Linked DNA regions of Mus musculus: regions 1, 3 and 4 are each linked to region 2. A link is a contact called in public Hi-C, HiCAR-type and promoter capture Hi-C data. All regions are on one chromosome and are shown on one strand. Each heading gives the region's core, a stretch centred on a gene start, on an enhancer-like site or on the middle of the called end of the contact. The rest is flanking DNA. Distances are from core to core; before and after follow the strand shown.

Region 1 (3,647 bases), core at 517-3,016, 640 kb before region 2:
AACTGCTGCTCTGACCCCTCATTCCCTGTCTTATTACTTTGTCTGTCTGTCTGTCTGGATGCCTGCCTGCCTGCCTGCCTGTTTCTCCTTCCTTCCTTCCTTCCTTCCTTCCTTCCTTCCTTCCTTCCTTCCTTCCTTCCTCCCTCCCTCCCTCCCTCCCTCCCTCCCTCCCTCCCTTCCTCCCTTCCTTCCTTCCTTCCTTCCTTCCTTCCTTCCAGTCAGCTAATCTGTCTTCCTTCTATCTGATGACTATCCAGCTACACAGGACAGATGCCTATCTGTCGGTCTGTCTGCCTGCCTGCCTTCTTCCTTTTAGTATTTGCTGAACACCTTTCTGCAGTTTTAGGATCAATCAGACAAGACCCTGGGGGCTTCCAGGTCCCCTGATGCCCCTTGTGTTCTCGTGGGTGATCTGAGGGATTTGAGGACAGGACCGCCAGGTAGCTGGGGCAGGGTAGTCAGTGCTGACTGAACACTGTTGTGCTGAGCATCTGCTTCAGTTCAGTGCAGCAGAAATCACAGATGTCACCAAGGAGGACAAAGATGCGTGTCAAGCTTGTGAGGGAAGCTCGCCCAGAACGGTCTAGCCTTATCTGTGTCCGTTCAGGAGGACAGACGGATGGTCTAGCCTTATCTGTGTCTGTCCTGGACGGACTGAGCAGAACTGGGGAAGTGGTTGGAACCTCCCTCACCTGGCTTCCCGCCTGTTCTCTCACGCACTGTGCTTCCTGCTGTTCTTGATCCGTAGGCGGCTTTGCTCCCCTGCCCTCTGGGCCTTTTAAGTGGGTAGCATGCGCATTGGGTCCCCAAAGAAAGTGGTTTCTGAGTGGAGGGCAAAGCTACCAGAATGGCTGAGGATCAGCCTCAAGCCCTGAAGTGACTGGCCAGGCACTGCCGATACAGGTGTAAATGGGGTTCTCTGCCAGTCACTGCTGCTGTGCCCACTGGATCCAGGGCCAGGGGCCAAGCAAAGGACATTATGATAGGTGATCAAGAGACGGACATATTGGTGATGAAACAGAGCCTACAGTTCTCATAGGGCTGGTCTAAGGGCCCCCCAACCCCAGTCGATGGTCACATTCCACAGAGCCGTGCTCACAGCTTCCATCCAGGGCCTTCTAGGCATATTGACACAGGGAGTCCAGACTCTGGTCACCCTTGCTAGGGCCATGGCCTCTGTTAGTCACCAGGACTGTTGATTCTGCCTGATAGATAAAACTACAGGGGCGCCCTCCCACAAGGAGCAGCTGAGTCCACCCTGCAGGATCTGAGAGGAGCTAGAGCCGAGGCTTTCTGAAGGGTGCGAGCTAGCGAGCTAGCGATCCTTCACCCACCCCCAGCACCACAGGCAGGCCAGAGCTCTGTTGGCACTTCACCATGGTGGCCCCTGTTGACGTGCACATACTGCAGTAGGGACACAGATGCCATCACTGTTGAACTGTGCCACTTTCACCCCAGTGGACAACACAGACAATTCTGTTCATGGGATATTGAGAGTAACAAGCAAAGTCATAAGTATTGTCCTAGTATGATCATAATTAGTTACTACCCTACTCCCAGGCCCAAAATGTCCAGCCTGCTAGGCGATCTCCACCAGACACGCTATGCCTCTGAACTGGGGTGGGAGGGGGGTGGTTCTGCAGGAATAGTCACCTCAGAGTCCCTGGCCTTGCAGCACCCAGGGACCTGGTATTTTTATCTGAGACTGGATAGTCTGTGTTACAGCTTTTGGCAATGGCCAGCCTCTGTGCAGTTTGCCACTGTGTTGCCAACATGAGCTCAGAGGTGACCTCAGCCCAGTGGAACCGGCTGCCAGGCGCTTGGGAGAATGCAATCCTGGGTTCCAGTAAAAAGGAAAAACAAAACAAAACAAAAAACTTTTGCCGTTTATAGGAATCTTAAAATGCCTAACGTGGGTGGCAGCCCCAGAGCTTGAGGTCAGCTTGTTAAAATAAAACCAAGTTTGTGATCTGGAGACAGTGTCACAAAGGCAGCCCAGATCATGTGATCCAGCAAACATGAAGCTTGCCTATCCACCTGGATCAAGAAATAAAACTGTGGCACACCCCAAGAAACCTCTCTGGTGACCCCCAGTTTCCCACCACAAGCATCTCAGGGCAGGAGCTCTTCAGTCAGGGAACAGGTGTGGCAGAGCCAAGCCCACCTGACTCCAGAGGAACTTCAGAAGGGCTACCCTACCCAGGGGGAACCACATTGTTGCTTAGAAGGGCAGCAGGTATACTACTTAGAGAAGACTGATGTTCAATGTCCGGCAAAGCAGGGCTTAGGCTTTGTGATGGTTAATATTGCCCGTCTAACAGGATCAAGGATTAACTAGAAAGCTAGCCTCTGAGCGTATCTGTGAAGGGTTTTTGGATTGGACTAATTGAGGTTGGAAACCCCTCCCTAAATATGGGCAGCACCAGGGTATGGTCTGGTGTCCTGGACTTAATAAAGGGGTAAAGCAAACCAAGCACCAACATTAACCCCCACCCTGGGGGGGCCGCCATGGTAGACAAACCGTGAACCTATGCAATCCCTGCCTTCTTGAAGTTGTTTTGTTATTGTTGTTGTTGTTGTTCATTGTTTTGTACCAGACAAAAGAGAAGTCACTAACATAGGCATCCTCCTGCTCTCCTGGACCCTATCCCTTGAACTTTGAGCCCCAGATTACATCAACCCCATGTCTAAGTGGCTGTGGGGTGCAGGCTTCTGACCCCAAGGTCTCTGTTAGGTAGCTCCACTGTCTTAGTTAGGGTTTCTTTCCATTGCTATGAAGAGACACCATGACTAAGGCAGCTCTCATAATGGACAACATTTAATTGGGACTGGCTTACAGGTTCAGAGGCTCAGTCCATTATCATCATAGTGGGAAGCATGGCAGCATCCAGGCAGGCATGGTGGTGGAAGAGTTGAGAGTTCTACATCTTGTTCCAAAGGCAAACAGGAAAAAACTGCTGTCTTCTGGGCAGCTAGGAGGAGGGCCTCAAAGCCACCCCTACAGTGACACACTTCCTCCAACAAAGCCACACCAACAAGGCTCCCTGGGTCAAGCGTATTGAAACCACCAGTCACCTTCAGAAGAAAAGCATGTTGTCGGGCCCATGGACATGTGGTGGCATGATACTCAAGAAGGTTAGCAGCTGTCTGGCCATCAGTCTGTAGTCCTGATAGCTCCTTGCTTCTCCTGCCTTTCCCAGTCCCCATCACACCTGAGCACAGTAGTGGGGGCTCATCACTTCAGTAGCGGGTGTGGGGGTCTCTTTGCTCTATGTCAGATGATAACAAAGCTCATTCCTAGCACATGGCCAACCCTGCCTCCTCCCTTCTCCCTGCTCTTGCCTGCTTGACCCCCTTGGGTCAGGAGGACCTGTCAGCTGAAGATTTGACGACTACTAAGGTTGCTTCACATGCCAAGATGGCTCTGGTTGGGCTACCCCTGACCTTCCTATGGTCCTCCGTTGAACTTCTTCTATGTTCCTTGGCATCCAGAAGGCCCAGCTGAGCTGGGGACCTGGAAATGACCAGTAGGCCCCCAGTATACTCATGAGAATCCTTACCTTGTGTTTTATCTCCAGCTCCAAGAAGCCCAAGAAACGCCCAGAAGTGGCCGTGAGGCCCAAGCCTGCACCTCGGCTCACCATCTT
Region 2 (3,498 bases), core at 359-2,858:
TGGTAGATCTATCTTTAGGTTTTAGTTGTTGTTTGATTTTGAGGAACATCCACACTGAAATAAAAAACACTTGGACCCTTAACTTCTAGATGTGGTGAGACAATTGCCTGAAGTCAAAGGGTTCAAAGGTTGTGTGCTTGTGGTAGGGAAGACTCAAGTGGGGAACTTAACACTTCTGTATGAAGTGCACACTAGGATATATGAGCCAATATTGATAGTTGCAGATTATGTTAAAAAGGAAAACCAAAAATAACACAAAAATGGGTGAGACCAAATACCTCCACAGGACTGGATCCACCTGAATGTCTAGATTTGGGAACTTTGTTAACATCAGGATACCCCAAAGGACAATGGGGACATGGGAAAATGGCTCAGTGGGTGAAGTGCTTGCTGCAAACATGAGGACAAGTGTTTGGATCCCCAGCACTCCTAGAAGCCTGGTTAGCTGTGCTGCACCTGTAACCCCCGTGTTGAGAGGGGATCAAGCGATGCTGGAGGTCATTGGCGGGGCAGTCTCGCCCACACTGTAAGTTCCAAGGTTACGGAGATATCCTGCCTCAGAAAATGAGATGGCAAGTTATTGAAGAAGGTACATGATGTAGGTCTCTGGTCTGCACATGTGCTTCCACATACATGCACACACGAGGGAAGATGTACAAAAAGTTAAGAGAAATATAGAAAAATCACTCTCTGGATAGAAAAGCTCTAACACCTCACATATTTTGAAACGGGAGGGTACGCCACAATGTAGTTGTAGCTTTAATGACCCAAAGGTCATATTACTCCCATTACAAGGACCCTTGACATAATTTTTAAGGTGTTTTAAGGATTCTGTGTTGGCTAGTCCTATGTCAGCTTGATGCACAAACTAGAGTTATCTGAAATGCTGTACGGCATTTTAAAAAACTAGTTATTGATTGGGGAGGGCCATCCCTGGGCTGGTGGTTCTGGGTTCTATAAGAAAACTCTCTATGGCCTTTGCATCTGTTCCTGCCTCCAGGTTTCTACTGCCCTGTTTGAGTTCCTGCTGACTTTCTTAGATTATGAACAGCAGTATGGACGTGTAAGCCAACTAAACCCTTTCAAGCTCCTCACCTTGCTTTTTGGTCATGGTGTTTTGTCGCAGCCATAAGAACCCTAATCCAACGCAAAATAATAGTGCCCACTCCTAAATTGCTTCAGAGGGCTCTGTAGTTCTCTCAAAGAAGGCAGTCCTCAAAATGCACATCTGCACTGCCATTTTTTATTTGTCCGATGGTGCCAGCCTACCAAATGCAACAACTGACGTTCTTTTCAAGAATATTGGTCGGGGTCGGGTGGAGCGGTTAGAGAGAAAACACAGAACTCCTGAGACCTTTTTTGGAAGGGGCTCCCTTTAGCTTATACTGACTCCTGACGCACGACTATTAGCGTGATGTTGTAACACAGCGGCGGGGATGAAGGGACGGCGCTGGGAGAGATACGCATGGCAGATCGCTAAACTGAGAGCAGAAAGGCTCGAAGCCAAGGCATTGAAGAACTGATCAACTTCACCCCACACCAATTACACAGCCGCCCCATCGCCCGCGCAGGCGCACGACGACCAACACGGGGCGGGAGGCCACGCCGGAAGTTCTCTAAGCGCCCCGGATGCGACTGGGCGGCGGTGGTTGCCAGGCGACGGGAGCTTCTCCGATCCACCAGTGCTCGCAAATGGAGGTGTAGAACCCGTTATATATTAGCGTGCCTTGACCGCTGTGGGTCGTCTTCTCCGAGTTCCCACGATGTTCTTCTACCTGAGCAAGAAAGTGAGTTTCTCCTGGGGACCGCCGTCGCGCCGCCTCCATTCCTGTAGCCCGCCGGTGCCCGCATTCTCCCGGGACTGCAGGCGGCTGCCAGGCAGCTTCTCCATCTTCCTGTCACCTATCTCCTCTCACAGGTCTCTGTGCTCCGGTAGTCCTTGGCAGAGCCAGCAGCTCTTTCTCAGGATTCTTCCACATTCCAGTCATGCCAAGTTTCTTTTCAGTGATAAAAAGTGATCACCAAGCGCTGGTGGTCTTTCCTCTGCTACTTGTTGATCCAGAAGGTAGATTATGACAGTCTGCCCTAAGAGAGAAATATAAGTGTGGTGTGGGAAAGGAAGTAAGAGCAGCAGCGATACGAATTTATGTCTCAGTTCCCGCCTCAGTTCAGACACCCCCACCCCGTTCCCGCCCGCTTCCTTGGCAATCACCTTCCTTTATGTGCACTTCTTTACAGAATGCTAGGGCTCAGAACATTTAAGAAGACCACAGCCATTTTCATAATAGTTCATTTTGCTGCAGGGCGTTATTGTTTCTCTCTCCCTTTTTCATGCTCTTTTTTGAGACAGGATATTGCTGTGTAGCCCAGGCCAGCTTCCAACTTTCCACCCTTCTGCCTCAGTGCTGGGATTGGTAACATGGGCTACGACAAGTTCGGGCAGGTTTCTTCTTGGAAGATGTTTGCCTGTCTATATCTCCTGGATGGAGATCCTCCAACTCCTTCGTGAAAAGCTAGCATCACTGTGATTCGTGTTTACAGATTGCTGTTCCCAATAATGTGAAGCTGAAATGTATATCCTGGAACAAGGACCAAGGGTTCATAGCATGTGGCGGTGAGGATGGATTACTGAAAGTTTTAAGACTCGAGACACAGACAGGTAAGTGATCATCACCAGTACAGATGTGTGAAACTGGTAGAAAGCAGTGGCTAGTGGCTAGTGGCTAGTGAGACCTACTTATGGTATTTGTCATTATGAAGTTTTAATTTTTTTAAAGGGGTTTATTCTTATGGTATGGGTGTTTTGCCTGAACGTATTTTATGGTGTCACATGCATGTAGTGCCTGTGGGGGCCAGAAGAGGGCATGGGATCTTTTCCTTTGTAACTAGTTACAGATGGTTTGTAGGTGCCGAGAACTGACCACTGGTTCTCTTCAAGAACAACACGTGTTCTTAACCACAGACCCATCTCTCAAGCCCCTCCTGTCACTGTTTCTGAGGCAGAGTCTTCTGAGACAGGCCTGAGAAGTTGCCATGTAGGACAGGCTAGTTGGCCTGAAAACTTCCATCTGTGTCTGCCTCCTGTGTCCTCTCTGAGATTACAGGAGCGTGATCTGATCCCTGTGTTAGGTATGAGTTTTGGGGCTCTGAGGTCAGGCCCTCACACTTGCACAGCAAACTCTTTACTGACTCAGCCATCTCCCGAGGAGATGCCTTATTTATTGCCTTTCAGATCCAGCAGTTACTGGTAAAGTGTTTTTTTGTTTTTGTTTTTGTTTTTGTTTTTTTTTTTAAGATATTTATCAGTATTATCAGATTTTTGTTCTCATGCCAGCTTGATTGATTTTATTTCCACTTGGTCTTTTAAAAAGTCTCTCTCTCTCTCTTTCTCTCTCTCTCACACACACACACACACACACACACACACACACACACACACACACATTTGAGAACTGTTTTGTGGGATATTTTCAAGATAAGGTTTCTCTGTGTAGCCCT
Region 3 (3,162 bases), core at 113-2,612, 770 kb before region 2:
TCTTCGCACCTCATTTTACACTGCAGTTAACAGAAATAATCTCTGGCCAACTATAAAGTCTGAATTGCTTCAGTTATTTCTGGCACAGGTTCAGTGAAATCAGAAACATAAATCACCTAGATGCTACATCGTAGATGCATATCCAAGAATTAAAAGAAATCCTGCACCAATGCATTCTGTCATGTAGTCTATGGATGAAAGAAGGATGGAACAGATACCCAGAAAGACGCCCTTGATATGTCAGTAGTCCTTTAACAGCATTACTGGCAGGAAATTTACACACATAAAACTGACACCACTTGGTACATATCCTATGGTCACCGTAACATAATCATTTACTTTTATGTATTTATATCTCCAAACTCTAGTGATCACTTGTTAATACTGACCACACTGAAATGCTAAGGGTTTAAAAATTAGTTCATGAAAAACTCTTAACACAATGAATATCTTTTTCTATATTCATTAAATGTTACCTATTGGATGTGGAAAGTAGAAGTGATAAAAAAGGGTTATGAAGATATTTATCGGTTTACATTCCACAGCTAGTTGGATGTTGGTTCAGTAGTTATGAGCACTAACTCCTTTTCCACAGGATTTAGGATTGATTCTCAGCACCCACATGGTGACCCATAGGCTTATGTGGTTCAGGTCCCAGGGAACCCAGTGCCCTCTTCCAGCGTCCATAGGCTCCAGGCTACTAATATACAAAAAGATTTTTAAGTTAAAATATAAGTGATGTTGGTACTATCACCGAGGTGCTGGATACAAGCGCAAAGCTTTTCCATGTGTGATAATTACTATGGGTTTTTTTTTTCTTTCTTTCTAAGTTCCATGCTTCTTCTGGCTATAATACTGCCATATTGGCGACAGTATTTTGGGGGACAGAAATACACTGATTGCCTACAATTGTACCAAGTGTTGAGGATACTATCTTGAAGTTTGTAGTAAGCTGGAAATAGCTCTGGAAGGTCGCATTATCCTGAATATGAAACTGAATACTATATGAAGTTGAATACTAGCACTAAGGTCAGCTGAGAGTCAACTTTCCTGTGATCATGAGTCAGGAATGAAAAGCAACTGGTGGTGGAAGAAAGGAAAAGTGGGCAGATGGGGGGGGGGGGGGGAATGAAAGAACCTCCAAAGAGAGGAAAAACTCGTTTACCAAAACGACAAAGAACAGAGAGCGGGTAAAATTCAGGTGGTATGCTAGAAACGCTCTATGTGCTGCTCCCAGCAATCTCGCTGACTATAAACCACCTACCCATCAAGCTGCCACCCAAACTCTCACACGGGAGATCCTTGCAAAGCGTTCTACGGGTCCCGACTTCCGGGACCGGCGCGGCGCGGCGCTGTGACGTCAGTACAGGCGGAACTTCCGGGTCTGGTGAGGCTTTGCCGAGACGTCGGCGGACGACCCCAATACCTTGTGAGTGGGCAGGTGAGGTGATGCTGCCAGTACTGTGTGGTTTGTCTGAGGAAGGGCACGTGGGCTGCGCATGGGGTGGTGCTAGGATAACTGAGCTGCCATCACCCCGCGTGCACAGCCGCTAGGCCGTGCGGTACGCGATGGCACTACACTCGCCCGACCTGTGGCCAGGTCGCCAGAGGCTCCCTGGGTAAGGATAAGCCAATGCGCTGGCAGCCAGCCTTCTAGAAATAAATCCAAGTCTGCGCTGGGGCTCCCCAGGCATCTGTGGTCGACACTGTCCCTCGTGGATTCTCCTGAGAAATCTGCTGACATTAAAATTACCTTTACCCTTGCATATGATGTGTTGTTTCACTGCTTTTAACTTTTTTTTTTATTTTAGTTTTACAAAATGCATGGCTTCTAATAGTATAGTATACATTTCCCCAGCTTGAGAAGCTCAGCTTCTTGAATCTGTAGATTTATGCCCTTCCCAATTTTGAGAAGTTTCCAGATACTCTTTCTTAAAACGTGTGTTTTAGCCCCACATTGCCTTCTCTGAAACTCTAGTTGCATGAATTTTAGGTCATTTGTCATTGTAGTACAAGTCCCGGGGCTACTGCTGAGTTTTTAGACTGTTTCCCACCAATTCAGGTTTGTAAATTTTGTGGATCTATCCACGTTCTCTCATCTCGTTCTTTGTTGATACTACTCTGCTGATAATCCACCCCATAAGTTTTGTTCTTTCAATTATTACTTTTAAATTCCTTGCTCTTGTTTCTTATATAATATTTATGGTAGCTTCTGACCTTTAGTGTGCTCTTACATTTTTCTGGGCTTTGCTGTCTTCTTAGAAGAATATTTTAATCAAGCTCTTTCTTACTTTGGGAAACTATTACATTCCAGGTGCCTTCAACATTTTTCTAAACTACTTTGATGAAGAAGTTGGAATGTTAGTAGGAGAGACTTTTAAGATCATCATGGGCAAAATATCAGGTCACTTTTTCTGAAACGTTGTATTGTATGCCTGTGTCATAAAGGGTCAATATGCTTATCAGTGTGTTGTGAGCTAATGCTATGTGACTAGTGAGGTGAGGTCCTAAGAGGTGAGGCAACTTTGTTCTCAACCTCAGGAGGCAGCCTACATGCACTGCAAGAACCTATTAAAATTGGCCATGTGAAAAGATTAAATATGAATTAAATATAAGATTATGTGTTCAACCTATTTTTGTTTTAGAGCATTCATTGTTAAGCTTATCAATAAAGGTACTTCCAGATGACCCCTGTCCCAGTGAACAAGTCAAAGCCAGCTGTTGAGTTTTTCTTAGCTAACTCTACTTTGGATTGTTCCAAAACTGCCTGTGCTGTACTCTATAAATTTCTAACCCACACAATCTGTGAGAATATAACATATCTTCAGGTATTAAGTTTTATGGTGGTATGTCATGTACCAAGAATAAATGAAATCCCTTGTATTTTCTAGGAACCTTTTATTTATTTTTTTTTAAAGATTTATTTATTTACTATATGTAAGTACACTGTAGCTATCTTCAGACACTCCAGAAGAGGGCATCAGATCTCATTACAGATGGTTGTGAGCCACCATGTGGTTGCTGAGATTTGAACTCAGGACCTTTGGAAGAGCAGTTGGTGCTCTTAACCGCTGAGCCATCTCTCCAGCCCCCGGAACCTTTTATTTTTTTAAACTGTAACAGCTATCAGCGCATGTTCCTTGGAAGATAATTCTAGAATTA
Region 4 (3,132 bases), core at 68-2,567, 660 kb before region 2:
ATGCACACATACACACACTCGTGCACACACACACATGCACACATACATACACACACACATGAACATACACACATACACGCACACACACGGGGTGGGGGGAGAGGGAGAGAGAGAGTAGTAAATGGTAGTAATAATTATAAGTTTAACATTTAAAACACCTATTATTGTCACCTTTTCTCTAGACAAATCCAAAACGCCGCCAACAGGGTGCATGAGTGTATATGTTTCAAGAGGCAAAGTTTGAAGTCATTTTCAAACTTTTAAAATTGACTGTGGGATTACATCACTGAAGCAGAGGATAATGGTTTGAGTGTGCTGAGATGCTACCTAGAGAGCATGGCATGGAGCCTGCAAGATGACTCAAGTTAAAATAATTTCTTGCAAACCTGACCTCCAGATTCCAATCCCTACAAGCCATGGAAATGTGGAAGGAGAGAATCAACTCCACAGAGCTGTCTTTCGACCTCTATACACTCTCCATGCACACACACACACTAAAACGGGAACATAATATGTCCCTTAGGTGCTTTTGGTGTGGCCCAGCATCTGCAGCTACTTATCACTGGAGAGAGCAAAGGACAGACAGCAGTTTGTACCTGTCACCTGGCCCTGGTTTCAGTCTCCTGAGCCACGGGCAGAAGACAGGAAACAGCAGGTATGGTCTCTCTCATTCTCCTGGGGTAGAGAGTTGAGCCCATTCCCAGGTGGTCCACTCAGTCAGAGACATACAGAGTAAAATGTCCAAGACCTCCTCCTCAATGCAAAGCAAGCCAGGCCAAGGCCAAGAGTACCTTTGAAGGGAGGGAGAGAGGGACAGAGAGGGAGAGAGAGGGAGAGAGAGACAGAGAGGGAGAGACAGAGTCAGAGACAGAAAGAAGAGATGGACAGGAAACCTTAGGAGAAGAGCCCGAAAGAGAGGGTTGTTTTCAATGACAGCCCACAAGCCTGAAGGGACAGAGTCCCAAAGGGGAAGACTCCTGTTGACTGAGTGATTGACTGCATAAGTGGAAATGACCCCAGGGAGAGAAAAGAGTGCTTTTGTAGCTAGCCTGGAGAGAAGCCTGAAAACTAGCGGCTGGATTCCTGTACCATTAGAGGTTAAGTCAGTACTAGGATTAAATGGCATGAGGTGCCAGGCTTAAGAGGTGGCTATGGGGGACCTAGGGAGGGATGAGCAGCAGGGATGACCTCTCTACTCCGAGGCCACAGACACTGCGATGTGCACATCCGCTGCCACCAGGGGGCGGGCAAGGGCTGAGGAGACGGCGCTGCGCCGGAGCGGGGCGGGGCGGGGACGCAGCGACGCCCAGGACGCCAGATCCCGTGACCGTCCGCCCGCCCGCAGCCGACATGCAGTCCCCGGCGGTGCTCCGCACCTCCAGGTGAGCCAGACCCCCAACATGCATGATCCAGACGTCCCAGCAGCTGACGGTTTATCCCGCTGCACCGCACACTATCCTGCTGGCGTGCTGGCGCGCCGTCTAGAGTCCCCGTTTTACAGACAAGGAAACTGAGGCCCCCTAAAGGATCCAAGCACTCACCCACGTCTCCAGAAAAGCCTGGGATTGGCGAGATAGCGCTGGCTGGGACAGGGCCCAGCTTCCTGTCCCTGCGTATGGGGGGAGGGGGGCATTTCTTCCGGTCCCCCAAACATTTCTGCGCTAGCTGTGTGAATAGCTCGATGCTAAGCACCAGGGACGAGGTGAATAAAACAAGGTGTCCCTGGAGGTGATACCCGCACCAAAATGACTGGTGCTGCGGGAGGGGGCGTGTTAAGTTCAGTTGGCAGGGCAGCACACTGCTGCTGTTGAACCCCAACTACGCAGAACTAAGACCCTGGCAGTTATTGCTGGAGAGAGCGCAGGAGCTTCCTCAAAGGGGTCAGAGCAGTGCGCATCCACCCAGGGCCATACTCACAGCTAGGGTGAGGCTTGGAAAGGCTTGTGGGCAGGGTGGATGTCCTACTCCTTCCTCGATTTTTAAGTAACTCTGAAATGATGAACTTTAAGGATAATCGTATACTCTGCCTTTATTCCCCGAATACAAACTCTAGCCAAGATGGGCAAACGGGTGCTTTACCCAACACAAGTTCATTTGTATTCCCAGCTCCCTGGTTAGAAAAGTATGGTTCCGGACGTAAGCCCTGATCTTGAAAGCTGCTTGCTCTCCTTGGTGTGGTGAGGCCGCAGGCCACATCCCCATTAAAAGAGATGTTCCTATGACCCTGTGAGTCGTTCCCTTTCACAGAGCCTCAGTTTCCCTTCCTGTAGAGAAAGGTTCCATCTAGAGAGATAGGAGGACAGGAGCAGTAAATGTCCCTGTGGGCCACCAGACTGTGACTGTGAGTTTGGTGCTGGTGCCTAGAAAGGGTAGTGGTGGCTTCCCTTGGTGCTAGCATGCCCCCGAGTGTTAGCAGGCATAGTGTGCTGCTGATGGTGAGGGTGGACGAGTCGTGCCCTGTCCACCATTCTGATAGTCACAGCAGACCCAAGGAGCTTGCCTTTGAGGAGCACAGCCACCTAAGTAAGCATTGAAGTGGCCCTGCACCCAAGATCAGCTGGAGTTTCCAGCCTCCTCCTGCGCGGCATCTCTGGGCTTCATGCAGTATCCATCCAGCAGGTGTTTTCTCGGGATCCCTTCGATGCTAGACACCGGTCCAGGTTCTAGGATACAGTAGTGAGGCTTTGGAGGGAATGGGTGGGCAGCGAGAAAACGTAAGCTATGTCGAGGGTAGTAAATGCTGAGAAGGAAGCTGAATGATGGGGAGGGAGGTCAGGTGACAGACATGAGTTTTATACGATGTGGTCAAGGGATATCTTTCGGAGAGATGGCAGGCGAACAAGCTCTTGAGAAGTCTCACAGTGGAAAGGACTATAGGAAGGAGAGCTTGCAGTGTGTGCTCAGCAGGAAAGACAGAAAATCCAAAGGCCGTGTGCTGATGTGGAGGGAGCGTGGAGAGAGTGAGGTGGCCTGCAATGGAGAAAGGCCATGAGGTTTCATTCTGAGTGCGGTGGGAAACATAGGCAGCCTGGCCATGGGAGCAAGGGGACAGAGAACCCGTGGCTGCTGCACCCATGTCCTTCAGGCACCGGCCGGAGTGGCTGCACGGAGGGGTGGGAGGAGGGGCTGCAG

Evidence for each region. A called contact is a pair of places that touch in the nucleus more often than the background predicts. HiCAR-type assays count read pairs that join an accessible place to other places. Capture Hi-C pulls out chosen DNA fragments and counts their contacts.
Region 1: a HiCAR-type map of astrocytes shows a contact between it and region 2, with 2.3 times the contacts expected there. The contact joins the enhancer-like site here to the promoter of Wdr35 in region 2. A contact is called at or near these places in 1 of 39 promoter capture datasets (cranial neural crest), 6 of 115 datasets of contacts at active chromatin or transcription factors (astrocytes, embryonic basal ganglia, forebrain and 3 more) and 2 of 9 other capture datasets (liver and pancreatic islet).
Region 3: a Hi-C map of regulatory T cells shows a contact between it and region 2, with 3 times the contacts expected there. The contact joins the promoter of Ldah here to the promoter of Wdr35 in region 2. A contact is called at or near these places in 3 of 39 promoter capture datasets (the HPC-7 cell line, hippocampal neurons and pre-B cells) and 3 of 484 Hi-C or Micro-C datasets (CD4 T cells, Th1 cells and regulatory T cells).
Region 4: a promoter capture Hi-C map of liver shows a contact between it and region 2. The contact joins the promoter of Hs1bp3 here to the promoter of Wdr35 in region 2. A contact is called at or near these places in 1 of 484 Hi-C or Micro-C datasets (CD4 T cells), 5 of 115 datasets of contacts at active chromatin or transcription factors (bone marrow-derived macrophages, embryonic basal ganglia, forebrain and 2 more) and 1 of 9 other capture datasets (liver).

What each region holds. Positions count from the first base shown.
Region 1 is chr12:8,332,660-8,336,306 of GRCm38.p6, forward strand. Hs1bp3 (HCLS1 binding protein 3) reads left to right here. Exons shown (of 7, transcript NM_021429.3): 5 at 3,579-3,647. Among named protein-coding and RNA genes, the nearest start is that of Hs1bp3, 21 kb to the left of the region's middle. Within about 2 kb of position 1,767, at least 54 of the 459 cell types and tissues checked have an H3K27ac peak or open chromatin away from gene starts, as enhancers often do. A contact at or near this core is called in astrocytes, forebrain, liver and 1 more, where this site is marked.
Region 2 is chr12:8,972,393-8,975,890 of GRCm38.p6, forward strand. Wdr35 (WD repeat domain 35) reads left to right here and starts at 1,609. Exons shown (of 27, transcript NM_001159527.1): 1 at 1,609-1,787; 2 at 2,542-2,659. The coding sequence starts at 1,764.
Region 3 is chr12:8,206,764-8,209,925 of GRCm38.p6, forward strand. It overlaps Ldah (lipid droplet associated hydrolase), which reads left to right and starts at 1,363. Exons shown (of 7, transcript NM_001364261.1): 1 at 1,363-1,441. Gm33037 (a long non-coding RNA gene) reads right to left here and starts at 1,370. Exons shown (of 4, transcript XR_381233.4): 1 at 1,265-1,370.
Region 4 is chr12:8,312,116-8,315,247 of GRCm38.p6, forward strand. It overlaps Hs1bp3 (HCLS1 binding protein 3), which reads left to right and starts at 1,318. Exons shown (of 7, transcript NM_021429.3): 1 at 1,318-1,382. The coding sequence starts at 1,351.